Linked DNA regions of Danio rerio: region 2 is linked to region 1. A link is a contact called in public Micro-C data. All regions are on one chromosome and are shown on one strand. Each heading gives the region's core, a stretch centred on a gene start, on an enhancer-like site or on the middle of the called end of the contact. The rest is flanking DNA. Distances are from core to core; before and after follow the strand shown.

Evidence for each region. A called contact is a pair of places that touch in the nucleus more often than the background predicts.
Region 2: a Micro-C map of caudal fin shows a contact between it and region 1, with 8 times the contacts expected there. The contact joins two enhancer-like sites. A contact is called at or near these places in 2 of 18 Hi-C or Micro-C datasets (caudal fin and an unstated tissue) and 1 of 4 datasets of contacts at active chromatin or transcription factors (embryo).

What each region holds. Positions count from the first base shown.
Region 1 is chr24:8,278,069-8,282,923 of GRCz12tu, reverse strand. No RefSeq gene overlaps it. Among named protein-coding and RNA genes, the nearest start is that of eef1e1, 7.3 kb to the right of the region's middle. Within about 2 kb of position 3,468, at least 36 of the 62 cell types and tissues checked have an H3K27ac peak or open chromatin away from gene starts, as enhancers often do. A contact at or near this core is called in caudal fin, where this site is marked.
Region 2 is chr24:8,539,529-8,544,296 of GRCz12tu, reverse strand. No RefSeq gene overlaps it. Among named protein-coding and RNA genes, the nearest start is that of slc35b3, 120 kb to the right of the region's middle. Within about 2 kb of position 3,421, at least 26 of the 62 cell types and tissues checked have an H3K27ac peak or open chromatin away from gene starts, as enhancers often do. A contact at or near this core is called in caudal fin, where this site is marked.

The DNA.
Region 1 (4,855 bases), core at 2,219-4,718:
GCCCTTTTTTTGTTTATAAATGTGTTGAAAAAAATTCTTATCTCTGTTAAACAGAAATTGGGGAAAAAAATAAACAAGGGGGCTAATAATTTGACTATATATATATATATATATATATATATATATATATATATATATATATATATATATATATATATATATATATATTGTGCCGCACAATATTGTAAAACTCTGATATTGCGATATTTTTTTTCTGCAATAAGTATCGCGATAGGAATACAGTTTAAGAAGGTGGTTTTAATAGCTCTATTTTATGGTTTTCTGGGGAGTCTAACAGTATTCAGGTACAGAAATTGAACTGATTGAACTGAAATTATCAGAATGCAAAAAAAAATGCTTTTCCTACTGTTTTGTCTGTTTTCTAGTCCAATAAATAAATAAATAAATAACAAATAACAATTTGACTAGGTAAAAATATTGTTTAGTTTTCCTCATCAAAAGAAATAAGTAAACATAGGAGGTTTTAGCTTGTTTTAAGGAAATTATCTGCCAGTGAAATAATTTTGTTTTCACTTTAAAATGTAGATATTTGGGCTAGGAACAAGACAAAAATTGTAAGTAAGAAATGTTTCTTAGATAAATCGTATAAATTCAATTTAAATACAGTGATTAAGTACAACTGTGTGGCTCCTGGTCAACTATTATTCAGACTGGACATTGCATATCTTTGTGACGTGACTATTGCGGATGCTAAAACTATATATTGTGCAGCCCTAATATATATATATATATATATATATATATATATATATATATATATATATATATATATATATATATATATATATATATATATATATATATATATATAATAATACGGTTTCCACAAGTGATAGATTTGCTAAGGTGTTCTGGGTGGTCATTATTGTATTATATGGATTACTCCTGTCAGACACCATCATGAGTTACATGCCAATAAATCAAAATGCTTTCCTAATGGAAACAAAATGTTTTATTTAAGTTGTGTTTTTCTGACAGAAAGCTTGTAGCCTGTTTTATATTATCTTCTTTTTTTTAGTCAGATTTAATCAAATAACCGGCATTTTCCCTTTCAGTCAGTGATGTGTCTCAGACATTAAGTGGGCTTTAAGCCACTCAGCAGCTTGTCTTTGCCTTTCACTGAAGTTTTCGCATGTTAAGAGGAGTGTGTTTGATCACAAACGCAGTTGTGCAACTGAGCATGTTTGAAAGAGCCACAGTGCTCCCTGCTGGACGAGCTTCAAAAAATCACTTGTTCATCAGTTTAAAGATGACTGGTCAAAAATCCCGCTTTCTTAGGTGATGTAATTGCGTGTGTGTGAGTGTTTTGCACAGTATATGTTCATCTACTAACTGTCACACCGATATGCATGTGCATGTTTAATTACCCAGACGGGCAAACCAAAAAAATAGCACGACTTTACAGGCTTCCTCCAAGAATTTGTATCATTCACAGACAACCTGCAGGGCCAGTGGGCAACGGCAACAAAGATGAATTGACTTTTCAGAATATGTAACAATCAGCATCTTCCCTGTAGATGTTTTCCCTCATGGCTGGAAGAAACTGATTTCATAACGTAATTAAAACACATAAATGAGCGGTGCTGGGTGTGAGCGGTGGACTGGGATCCATGGCCCCTAGCATGACCCTTGGCCTTTGGCTGCTGTGTGTGTTGTGAAACAGAGGAACTGTGCTGTCACTTGCATTCAGTTTTCCAGCATTTCTCTATGTCTTTAGGGTCCGCCCTGTCGGGTGGACATGTTAATATTGTGTCATAAAAGAGAAGGAAAGGATGAAAGCTGCCAACGAATTCCGAGTATCTTTCTGTCTGTCACCAGCCATTTTACTCCATTCTTGCAGTGCATTTACATGTGTTGCATCACACGTGTGTGGGATACATGAGCGCATCTTTGCCAAACTTTTCACAACATTGACTTGTTCTTTGAACTTTAAGCCAACATCAAATCAAAATGTGTACTTTCCTTTAGTTTCCTATGTAAACAAAAACGACGGTCCCAACGTATTTCCTGTTTTACATTTTTAATTCCTATGGCTTCTGAGAATCCAAAAAGAGCCACATATTGATAAATAATGCCATCTTAATATTACGTTATGATTGAATTGCCTCTTGCTACGGTTATGAAATAATTTGATAACAAGCAAATGTTTATGTGTCAATGACATCGCCACATTGAAATAGTGAAAGTGTTTCACTTGTTATACTTCACCATTTTATTTATGTATTAATCTTTGTTTTTCATTAAATATCCAACAGACATCCTAAAAATGAGTACTGTGTTGTATTTTTTTTTTTTTTTTGTGGGATATGTTTGTAATGAATTAAATAAATTGAATTATGGCTGGCAAATTAACTTTTAACAAAGCAAGCATTGTTCACAGAACAAAATGTTTATTGACAGAACTTAATTTTGTCTATTGGGAATTTATTAGCTAATTTGTTAAATATTTCATATACAAACACTGCAATATTCAAATAAGCATTGTGAATTGTGAATTTTTACTTCATTATGACTTTACAGCCCTTCTGTTCAGGCCAGACGTTTTTATAAATGTTAGTTTTATGGGAAAATTACAGATGTTTCTAAATAGTTTATGATTTTTTTTTATCAAAACTTTTTTTAATGATAAACTCGAAATATATATTTGTTTTATATAATAATAACTTATTTAAAATAAGCTGAAACAACACAATTCTTGAGATTTCATTGAGGCAACTTATATTTTTATGTTTAATCCACATAGATTTGTTAAAAGTGTTAAGTTAATTTAATCAATTTGTGTTGTAATATGTGGAACCCTGCATTTTTTAGTGTTTTAATATTTGTTTTTCATTAAACATCCAACTGACATCTTGAAAAAATATTGTATTGTACTTTTTTTTTTTTTTTAAGATGTTTGTTAATTAATTAAGTAAAATCCATTATGGATGGCAATTTGACTTTAAACACAGCAAGCTTTGTTCACAGAACAAAATGTTTATTGAAGGATTTTAATTTTGTCCTTTAGAAATTCATTAGCCAATTTGTTAAATAATTCATGTATAACAAACATTGTGAACTTTTATTTCATTATGACTTTAAAGCCTTTCTGTTCAGGCCAGACGTTCTCATATAAACGTTTTATGAGAAATGACAGCGGTTTCTAAATATTTTTAAAGCCTATATTTATTTATTATTACTTTTTAAAATGTTCATGCTAAATTCTCGACATGTAGCTAAAATACCACAAAACTGTTAAATTTGGCTACTTCAAAAACAAGACTTCGCTAAATACAAAAAAAAAAGCATAACGCTATGTTCTTTGAAAGTCTACCTACACTCTCTTTCGATCTGTGCGGTGTGATGTGCCGTGTAAATCAGCGGATTACCGGAGACAGAACGAGATACGGAGCAATCACAAGCATGCGGCCGCCGCAGCTGATATGTGCCTCTTGTGGCGTCAGGCCTGCGTTTCTCCTTCCTGTCACACAGTCGTCCCGCGTCCCGTCCCGAGACGCAATCTGCCCGATGCCTCCTGACAGCCGGAACGTCTGCTGCCGCTGCCCTTCTGACTGCGCCCGATCCCGCTGTACGTTTAAATATACCGAGGCTGCGCTTACAGGTTATGAGAGGTAGCAGTGCAGACAGTTATGCACGGGCTCAACTAGACAAATCAGGATAACGGGAGGGAATGAAAGAGAGAGAGAGGGGTACTGGGAGAGCGCAATAGCCCCACAGGCACCATCGGTGACCCCACAATATATTTCTAACTAATGTGACCCCGTATTGTGTATCACAATTGGCATCGAAAAACTCCCACAGGCTACGGATTGTTCCCGGGAGTGGGGATCGCTGTCCTCCGTGCTGGCTCATACATACAGGATGTGGCAGCTCCGGGCATTGCGCTGCGCTGGCGGCGTGCATTCAAGATAGCGCTTCGGGCGAAAACCTCCTGACGTACCGCGACGCACAAACAAAAGCAAAGGCCGACAAAACAAGAGAATTAGTCTTACCTTGTTTTTTCCTGAGCACCTAATCGTTTCTGATAGTTTGTATATGCTCATTATGCGTGTTATTTAGGCCAGCTGTTTTATTTATTCGTTTGTTTGCTTGTTTGTTTCCATGAGAAACTTTGTGTCGTAAAAATATATAAAAATACATTAATTAATAGCCCTTACTTCAAAAACAAATGGGCCCACGTGAAGCACTGTTTTATCGTGTGTGTGTGTGTGTGTGTGTGTGTGTGTGTACGTGCGTGCGTGCGTGTGTGTGAGGGAGAGAAGCTTATGTCTACAATGATTGTGATTGCTCTGTAACTATAACTATGCGTTTTTGTGTCATCGTGAAACGAGACACGACATAACAGAAGGGCTTCAAACTTGCGTTCCTGTTTATGATTTGTGGACGGCAATCTTTATGTTGTTGGGTCCAGGGACCCCCATGAAAAGGGAAGCAATTAAGTGCTGGGGGTCTTTGGAAATGTTTAGAAAATAACTAAAAAGTAAGCAGTGATTTATTTATTAAATTTAATTAACTATCAACATCATTATTATTTTTACCAAGATAAATAATTAAATACAGTTGAAATCAGAATTATTAAACCCCCTTTGATTTTTTTTTTTTGATTTTTATAATATTTCCCAAATGATGTTTATCAGTGTTAAAAAAAATCACAGTATGTCTGAATTTTTTTTTTTTTTTTTTTTTTTGCTCTGAAGAAAGTATTTTTTGTTTTATTTTAGCTATAAAAAACGGTTTTCAATTTAAAACATTTTAAGGTCAAAATTATTAGCCCCTATATTTTTGACTGTCTACAGACCAAACCATCATTATACAGTAACTTGCCTAATTACTC
Region 2 (4,768 bases), core at 2,172-4,671, 260 kb before region 1:
CATGAATGTACTAGTATCTGTGTGTACAAGTGTAGCAATACAATGTTTGACCTACTGGAGACATTTTTGGGGGTTCTCATGATTAAAAACAGCTCACAAATCACACATATTGAATGTTTTTTTTTGCTGGGTTTAGGGGTAGGGAACAGAATATACAGTCTGTAAAGTATAAAAATCATATGAAATCCCCTTAAATGTACAAGTGTGTGTGTGTGTGTGTGTGTGTGTGTGTGTGTGTGTGTGTGTGTGTGTGTGTGTGTGTGTGTGTATAGCAATACAATTTTGACCTAGTGAGACATTTTCTGGGGTCCCCTTAAGGAAAACAGCTCATAAATCACACATATTGAATGGTTTTGTATTGGGTTTAGGGTTATGGATATACAGTCTGTAAAGTATAAAAATCATTACGTCATTGGGAAAAACCCATGAATGTACAAGTCTGTGTGTGTACAAATATAGCAATACAATGTTGACCTAGTGGAAATAGTTTTTGGGGTCCCCATGAGGAAAACAGCTCATAAACCACACAAAATGAATGATTTTAGATCGAGTTTAGGAGTAGAGAATATAATATACAGTCTGTAAAAGGTATAAATTATTACAAATGTGGGGGGTATTACACAATAAAATAAAGAAATGCTGTTTATTATAATTTTTTTATAATTTATTAAAAAAATAAATGTATTTATTTAAACATTCATCCCGTTTCAGTACATTTTTTCCTTATTATGCAACTTTCTGCATTTTTGTTTGACTGAAGTTCATTCATTTATTTATTTTTTTTTCCTTCAGCTTAGTCCCTGATTTATCAGGGGTTGCCACAGCAAAATGCTCTGTCAACTATTCCAGCATATATTTTATACGCAGCGGATGCCCTTACAGTCACAACCCAGTACTGTTAAACACCCACACACTCTCACATTCACACACACTCATACATTGTGGCCAATATTTTTTTTTCATTTTTTTTTTTTCATTTTGTTTACCCAATTCACCAGTACCGCATGTCTTTGGACTTGTGGGGAAAACCGGAGCACCTGGAGGAAACCCACCCAACACAGGGAGAACATGCAAACTCCACACAGAAATGCCAACTGGCCCAGCCAGGACTCAAACCAGCGACCTTCTTGCAGTGCTAACCACTGAGCCACCGTGCCACTCAGTTTAACTGAAATAATAGTATAAAACCGTTTTATAAGTAAATAATTTTGCATGAATACTGACAATGTTGGGTGCAATGGTAGCTCAGTAGTTAGTTTCCTCTTTGTGCTCTGGTTTCCCCAACAGTCTAATGATATGCGCTATAGGTGAGTTAGATTAGCTAAATTTGCTGTAGTGTGTGTGTGTGTGTGTGTGTGTGTGTGTGTGTGTGTGTGTGTGTGTGTGTGTGTGTGTGTGTGTGAATGCAAGAGTGTATGGGTGTTTTCCAGTACTGGGTTGTGGCTGAAAGGGCATCTGCTGCGTAAAACATATGCCAGAATAGTTGGTGGTTCATTCTACTGTGGTGACCCCTAATAAATCAATGACTAAACCAAAGGAACATTAATGAATGAATTGACAATGCTCTACAATGCAAAAAAAAAAAAAAAAAAAAAAACCTCTATATTTATTTGCACTTTTCCTATAAGCAAACTACAATTAGACCTGAATCATGATATGTGCACATGTGCATATGTACACTGAGTTCTTACAATTATTTTTATTATTAGTTTACCAGGGGTGCAAGTATTAACTAATTAGTATTAACTAATGTTCAATGTTTATTTTTTTTCAGTCAACTATAGTTTCATGACAGAGTTTAGAGAAAATAGTGTGGTTCTCCAATGGTAAAAAAAATGAAAAGAAAAGAAAAGAAAAGAAACAAACAAACAAAAAACAATACAATATAATTAAAAACAGAGCACAGATTAATCAAAAAGGGGGGTCTTGAGGTGCCCCCCTTTCCCCTTAAAGTTCAACTGATTTTAAGTATCTTTAAAAATTATTTCACAGCTGAAAAAAGTGAGAAGTAATTTAAGTCAAGATTGTGTACTTAGACCAACAGTTGAAAAAAACTGAATAGATGACACAAAATAATTTGTCCAGTCTGAACAACCACTTTGCACAGCCTTTGAACATAAATATGTTCAACAATGAAATCAAATGATTCACCATGATGAAAAAAAAAACATTATAACAGTACCTAGAGACAAACTCTCAGAATACAACTTCTTTATATTATTATTATTATTATTATTATTATTATTATTATTTACTTGTGTACATGTGCACAGTACTGACATTGCTGCAGGAATGGAATACCTTAAATGACCTCATACTGCATTTCACGAAATATATCACATGTATAGCACCCATCAGCAGAATAGGATGTCCCATAATGCAATGCACTTGATCTTGACCTAGAATTTCTAATTTGACAAATAACCCAAATGTAATATCACTTTATATTTTTTCCCCTAATTTGAACTCTCAAATGTTAAGCTACCTTTTCATCATATAGGATTCAAATGACGCATTTTATTTGTTTAAAATAAATCTGCAAGGACAACATATAGTACTAAGGTGTTTATTGTGGAAGAAATATTTGTGCTATAAGTTATTATGATACAACATTTGATTCCTAAATAAACAGCCATATAAGAAGAGACTTTATTTTACTGTTAGCATTTTAAATTCAATTGATTTTGATGTAATTATTAATAACATAAATACGATTTATTTTGTCATGTATTATTGTTTAATCTGTCTGTATATATAATGACACTAATGCTTGAGCAAAGCTCTTCATAAACCTACTTGAGTCTGAATCGGAGAGCACTGGAATCGGGGGGCAGTGTGGAATGAATGGAATGGGCAGTGAGCAGTCATGCATGTGGCTGTCTCTCTCTCCGTCTCTCTCTCTCTGGTTCTCTTGTGAGCGGGCCGAGGACACTTACCCGGGCCGGCAGAGCTCAGAGGCAGCGCAGCGTGAAATCAGAGAGAAGAGCCGTTGAAGCAGAAAGAGCTTGAGCGGAGCATTACAGAGCACACTGCTGACTTATCCCCTTAAACACACACACACACACACACACACACACACACACACACACACACACACACACACACACACACACACACACACACACACACACACACGCTCGGCAAGTACTAGACAGGATATGGTGTGCAGTGGGCCACTCTTATCCAGTTCAAGGGGAACCTTTACAAAACTGCACACGAGAATGTAGATCTCTGCATTTTAAACTTTGACAATTGTTAAAGAACAGCGATGCGCTTTATAGCCTGTAGCAGTGTCGTTTCGTTTCTAGACAACACAGACAAAAATGTTTCAAATAAAACCGTCCTGTATAAGCCAGACATGACAGGTTCTGTCTGTGCTGCTTACTAATACAAATGAAATGAAAACAAACTATTTCAGGCTGTGTTTGTAGCTCCTGTCAGCGATGCATCACACTGTACCAGACGTCGCACTTCTCAAACCAGTTTTTAATGCATGAGTAATCACATGGATGTGAACATTTCTTTTTGATTCAAACTAATAGAGTTGTATAAGTCAAAATTGCATCATAATGCATCAAAATATGTGCTGAGTTTTAGAGTATAAATACCTAAATAGCTACTAAACAGATATTAATATAAAACTTGCATGACTAATACTGGAAGGAAAGACAGTACTGTATCAAGGTGATCTTCTAGCTAAATAAAGGAAATAATAATAATAATAATAATAATAATAATAATAATAATAATAATAATTATATATATATATATATATATATATATATATATATATATATATATATATATATATATATATATATATATATATATATATATATAATTATTATTATTATTATTACATAGATTTTTTCTTTTTTTTTACTATTATGATTTTTTTTTACCATTATTTGACAAGGAAGTCTAATAGAGTAAACTTTTACAAGAGAGACCTGGCCAAGGTAACAACCAGTAAAACTATTTTAATAATAAAACAATATTAAATTCAGTGTGCTTTTTAAAATAACTTTGGGAAAATACAGTATCATAGAGCAAGTAAACTTCTTTCAGCCTTTTCCCCAATTAGCCCTGTGCAGTTCATTTGGGAGATAAATATGAGTATTTACATGCATTGAGTTGTATAGAAAGCCCATGTATTGTTGATGATAATTCCATATACTCTCTGCATATAACAAATGTCTAGAGAGCAGTCAGTCATACTGAAATCTGTGGCTCTTACAACCCGCCATCTGCCACAGAGTCAAACGCTGACCTCCCCCCGTCGCCTCTATCTGAACATGATGACTTCACACTGTTCAAAACTCATAACAAACACACACACGTCTCAGCATCTGCCACACGCAAGATTTTACATATTTGTTTCCAATTTCCAAATATTACTATTTTGACATAGTGTCACTTCTGCATATTCATTATTCACTGAACACAATGTTCACTTCAATCTGCGCTTTAGTCAAAATTGTGAAGAAACAGTTTGAAACAAGACATGATAATAACTCTAAATTGTGGCTTTTGCAAAGGAAAGAAAATCATGAGTATTTTTAAGAAACTGTTTTAATTAAATATCAATTATTATCAGATTTAGTTGCCAAAAATGACATGTACTGTGTAGTCAAGCAACTATAAATAAATGAATTAAATACACAATGTATTTATTTAATATCTAATAATTTGTATTTACCTGATGTTTTATAATAGAAAGATTTAAAGGAAATTATACTCATTTAAAGCTTTTAAAGGGGATAAAACG